2 separate regions of the Zea mays genome follow, and region 2 is linked to region 1. Evidence: chromatin contacts called from public Hi-C data. All regions are on one chromosome and are shown on one strand. The core of a region is the stretch at or near the end of the contact, and the rest is flanking DNA. Distances in the headings are between cores, read along the strand shown. Region 1 has its middle 7.6 kb from the start of LOC100273702. Region 2 has its middle 16 kb from the start of LOC103635466.

Region 1 (2,700 bases), core at 53-2,552:
TTAAGCGGTTCGATAATATGCAGGGGTGTTTGAATGCACTAGAGTAGTTAATAGATAGCTATTAAAATTAGTTGAAGACGTCCATTTAGTCTCGCTAATAGTTCAGCATTAGCTACTTTTAGTAAATTATTTAATAGTTAGCTAGCTACTTGTTAACTAGTTAATTTCACTATAAATTTTTTTAGCTAACTAACTTTTAGTTTAAGTGCATTCCAACACTCCCATATTAGTACACGATTTATGAAGATTTTGCCCGATTTTAAAATAGCTTGACTCGTCGGAAAACAAAAAAATAGTTGAAGACGTCCATTCAGTCTGGCTAATAGTTCAGCTAGTTTTAGAAAATTAACTAATGGTTAGCTAGCTATTTGTTAGCTAGTTAATTTCACTAGAATATTTTAGCTAGCTAACTATTATCTTTAGTGTATTTAAACACTCCCATATTCGTATCATAAATGGCAGTACACGATTTATGAAGATATTGACCGAATTTAAAATTGCTTGACTCGTCGGAAAACCAAAAATATTTTTTCCGTTCTGTAAAACAGGGGTAGTACTCCGCAGATACAAGTCTCACTGTCTCGTTAGGGTCGCGCATGGAGCGACCCTGATCATCTGCGCCTTCCATGCACTCATTCCATCGTCGTCGGGGGGATTTCTTAGAGAGGGGGAAAAAAAAATCCGAAATCCCGCGTGAGCTACGAAAAATCAAGTTGCCTACGGCTACGAGTACGCCGGTCCGTCCTGAATGAGCTCATGGATCCGGACTATGGGTCTCGCAGGCCGCAGCCGAAGCCCCCTTTTTTTCTTCTGTACTCGCCATACGCCACGGACACGATGGCATGATGCATTGAAGCGGGCCGCGGGGATCGCGCCTTTCTGCTGCTGCTGCTGCTCTGCATGCGACTTGAATTGTTTCGGTGAGTCCGTCCGTCCGTCCGGCCGGCGACGCGAGGTGAGGGGCCGGCCGGGAGGCAGGGCGTGGACAGCGGCGGACAGGAATAGGCAGCCACAGGCCACGCACACAGAAGGGGGTGTGGAGGTGGACACGGACGTGAAGGCGGTCACGTCTGTCTGCCTGCGCGGTGTGCGCGCCGCGTCGGCGTCGTCGACCGACGCAGGAAGATCTGCGCGGTCAGGTCGCCCGGATCACGCGCGCTCCCTCCGCTCCCGCCTTCCCCTGTCGAATTCGCTTCGCAGACGCAGACGCAGACGCAGACGCAGACGCAGACTAGCGCAGCGCAGGCGTGCTGCCGCTGTACCAGCGCACGTGATCCGGTGGCGCGGCCCCGCTGCTGCTCGCCGCGCGTCACCCGGTTGAGGTTCCCTGATCCGACGGGATCTGCGGTCGGGGATCCGCTGCGGCCTGCTGCTGGCGTAGTTCGTCGAGCGGGGCCCGGGGCGCGCGTTGTACACGTTGGCCTGCCACTGCCAGCATCTGCTGCCGCCGGCTCGCGGGTTGCGGCGAGAGAGCGGGCGCATGGCGCGTCTTGTTGTGGCCCAACAGCGCGCCCAGCCTTTTCAGGATGGTTTGCTCCCCGGTCCGGCCGTCCGCCTTCACGTACGGAGCAGGCGTGCGGACTGCGGAGGGACCAGCAACCAGGGGAATGCAGGTCCTCCGGTCGGTAGCCTCGTAGTGGTACCAGCCTGGAGATTGTGTAGTGTATGCACGACTGACACAACAAAAGTTTTGGTGCGCTTTACTAGCAACAAGTACTCCCTCGGATGACAAAACAATATAATAACGACTATATCATCCACCGTATGAGTCAAACTAGTTTAGCTGACTTCATAACGAGAAAAATTGAAGAAAGTGGCAAAAACCAAATGCACTACTTTTAAAAGTGCCGTAAAATCAAAATTTATATTTCCAACTAAATTTATTACGAAAAAAAATATCATTTCATAACTAATTTAGTAGAGCTTACTCTAGTATAAAAAGATTAAATAATTTTGGTTGAACTTTGAATTGTTTAACTCCTCAAACAATGAGAATTGCATTCTTCTTACATCGAAAGGCGGTGCAAGTCAAACAATACTAAATTCAACTAGATTTATATAAAAAATCATTATTAATACTTTTTCAGTCTATTTTATCTAGTGTTATTTATTATGCATAAAAATATCAAGGGAAAAAATCTACATAATTCTCGAGTGTTTTGCCTCTATGTCTACTTAACCCGTACTCTATAAAATCAAGTATCAAGCACTCAACTTTTTTAAGTCAATTATTTAAGTTGAATCTAATCTTATGGACTTGTATTTGCCGCCATATTAGCTATCAACCAAACTATCGATCATGTTATAGACTATCGTCAGCTCTCATCTACTTGAGTGTTTTAGTGCACAATCTTTACTAGTATTAGCCTACAACCAACTTGATACCACGTCAACTTTTTTGTAGACTTTTAGTTGATATGAAATAAGTCATTTTATCGAAATATAAATATATACTATTACATAACTAATTGCACATATAAAGACTAAACAACAAGACAAATTTATTAAACCTAATTAATTTATGATTAGCAAATGTCTAAGACACCATCGCATAGGCGAATCATGTAGCAAATGTCTACATTAGTTCTAATATATGTAATTATTTTTTGTAACTACACTGTATATAATATTTCTAACTAGCATCTAAATACCCGGAGAGTAAAATTTAGTGGGTTGGATCCAAATTAACACACCCCTTCA
Region 2 (2,700 bases), core at 179-2,678, 140 kb after region 1:
TCCAAGATGAAATCTGTAGCTCAAGTAGCTCTGGTTCTTCTAACTATCCGGCTGGACAATACCCACTCTATAACCCTTATGCATGGCAATGGCAACCGAGTCAAGGAACCTATGGACCCCCACCACCATCAGGCGAAGCACCACCATCGATCATGTATGGGTATGGAAACTATGGACCTCCTCCACCACCATATTCAAATTTATCAAATATGTATCCACCAGGACCACAATATGGGTATGGACAAGTTCCCGCTGCACCGGTATGTTATTTTGTTTTGTGGATAAGTATTTAATTGTCGTTCTTGTTTCCTCACTAATGTATCTCATATCTTTTGTATAGGCCTATCACTATCAGTATGACGGATTGGATCAATATCACGACCCTTCCAACATGCCTGAGTACTATCACTATGACTCGAGCTGAACATGTGAGTATTGTGAAATAAGTCGACCTATGTGTCGTTGCCTCGTTGGAGAGATGTAAAAGAACTTGTATTTGAGTATTGCGAAGTTCGATGGTTGTTTATTGCATGAGAACTGGAGTTTGTGGTTGCATATGTATGTTGTATGTTATTTTGATGAACTCATGTTGTGTGGATCAATTAATATTTACTGTACAATGTGAATTGAGAAAACTACAAATAAACCCTGCCAAAATTTTCATTTTTTTCTGCTAAAAACGGTAAAAAACCAGTTTATTTCACGGTTAACCGCCGGTTTCTACCGGTTTTTCGCCGGTAAACCAATTCGAATTCAAACTGATTTGATTTGGCCAAACCGGTCGGTTTTTACCGGTTTGTACCGGTTTACCGGCGGTAAACCGTTACCGGTGGGGGGCGGTTTTTACCTCCCCACCGGTTGGTTTTGTAAACCCTGGTCTAACCTCATTTTTCCCCCTTTGCATCTTGCATTCCTACGTTTTTTTTCCAGCGCATGATTCGAGCACACGTTTTATGACTTTCCTGTGTTGTTACAAATTCCTGTAGGATTCTAAGGCCATGGACACATCCTAATCCTGAGTTATTTCTATTCCTTCATCTTGAGAATCCTGTGTTCTAAAGGTGTCCTTATACTTATAAATTAATGTTGTCTGCCATATATCATTTAAAAATACATATAACCAACTTTGGTTTAAAGACCAATAAATATATTCAATTCTCTCTATAAAAATTCTATTTTAATGTACGCATGTTTTTTTAAGAGAGCATTTGTCTTATTAATTGTGGGTGTAGAATAAAAAATGGTTAATCTTTTGAGAAGGAGCGAGTAGGAGAAACGAAAAAGACCACAGCCCCAGTGGCAGTGCAGCCGGAAAGGCAGAAACGCGATGGTACGTGCATATATGCCTCGATCCGGGCGCGGGCGCGTCCATCTCACATCCACATTCTCTCCGCGCGCGCGTGCACGAGCACGGCTACAGGGAGCGTGCTGCGTGCGTGCGAAGGGCTGTGGCCTGTGGGGCGATAAATCTCTTGTCCCCTGCGGGCTACGGCGCGGACTACGGAGTTGGTGCTCCGCGGAAAAGAGGCCGGCGGCCGAATCCGCTGCCGCCTGCCGGTGCCAATGGCCGGCCGGATTACTTACAGAGAACCGAGGGGAGAAATGCTTTCGGGAACGGAGACGGACACTGATGGGACTGGGACAGGCAGGCAGGCAGGCTCTCCCTTGCCATTCCCTTGCTGCATGCTGCGTGCGTCTCCCGTCTCTCTCTCTCGGCGGCGGCGGCTGCGTATCGATGTGAAGGGTAAGGTCAGTTCTGTGGGAAGTTAAGGCTTTGTCGGTGAAAAGGTTGATAGAGAGGGAGACATAGAGAGAGGAGCGAGACGTGCATGAAGGCCCCTGCTGCTGCACCCCGACTTCCATGGGTAGACACGGCACTGTAGACCGCGGTAGCGACACTGCTACAGCATGTTTTTTCATGAGTGCATGGCTCCATCTCCATGCACTAGTGGTACTGTGTAGTACTACGTTTTCTACCCGTTCCCATGTCGTAACAACACGGACAGATGGCCATCAACGGGACGGATGGAACAGCAGGTAAAGCCGCAGCGATGCTTCCGTCGGCCTCCTGCCCTGCTGCACCCTGCAAAGCCTATTGCCTGTGACAGCGATGATCCCTTCCTGCCTGCCGCGCGCAGCCGCGCATGCGATGCGATGCGACGCGACGCAGCGCGTGGCGGCACGGGCAGTGCGCGCCGTTTCATGCGCGCCACGCCGCTACAGTTGCGCAACGGCAGCTTCCTCGCCGGGGGACGCCCGGGACCCCGCACGTACGTACGCTCTCTTCCGCGCGCGGCGGGCGGGCAGCAGGACTGCATGCAGATGTCCACCGGAGATCCGGGGCGCACGCGGCGCACGTCCGCCCCGACGACGTGCACACGCCCTCCCGTGCCGGCCGGCGTGCCTCCGCGCCGGCGAGGCGTCGTGCAGCTAGCTGCACTGCAGGTGCATAGAGGATCGGGCATTGAAGCCGGGGACAGCCAATGCGACTCCCTCAGCTCCCCTATTAGGGGTGTTTGGTTTGCCCCTGCTAAAATTTAGCCCCTATCACATCGAATGTTTGAACCTCCGTTCGGAGTATTAAATGTAGTCGGATTATAAAACTAATTTCTCAGCCGAAGATTAAAAAGTGAGACGAATCTAGTACAGTTGGTTGGGTCTATATTTCATACTCATATTTGAAAGTCAAACGCTTGATGT

Evidence for each region. Hi-C and Micro-C count contacts between places; a contact is called where the count stands out from the background.
Region 2: a Hi-C map of ear shows a contact between it and region 1, with 6 times the contacts expected there. The contact joins two enhancer-like sites. A contact is called at or near these places in 6 of 25 Hi-C or Micro-C datasets (ear, endosperm, leaf and 2 more).

What each region holds. Positions count from the first base shown.
Region 1 is chr4:135,011,534-135,014,233 of Zm-B73-REFERENCE-NAM-5.0, forward strand. No RefSeq gene overlaps it. Among protein-coding and RNA genes, the nearest start is that of LOC100273702, 7.6 kb to the left of the region's middle. Within about 2 kb of position 1,303, at least 20 of the 20 cell types and tissues checked have an H3K27ac peak or open chromatin away from gene starts, as enhancers often do. A contact at or near this core is called in ear and tassel, where this site is marked.
Region 2 is chr4:135,150,918-135,153,617 of Zm-B73-REFERENCE-NAM-5.0, forward strand. No RefSeq gene overlaps it. Among protein-coding and RNA genes, the nearest start is that of LOC103635466, 16 kb to the left of the region's middle. Within about 2 kb of position 1,429, at least 4 of the 20 cell types and tissues checked have an H3K27ac peak or open chromatin away from gene starts, as enhancers often do. A contact at or near this core is called in ear and tassel, where this site is marked.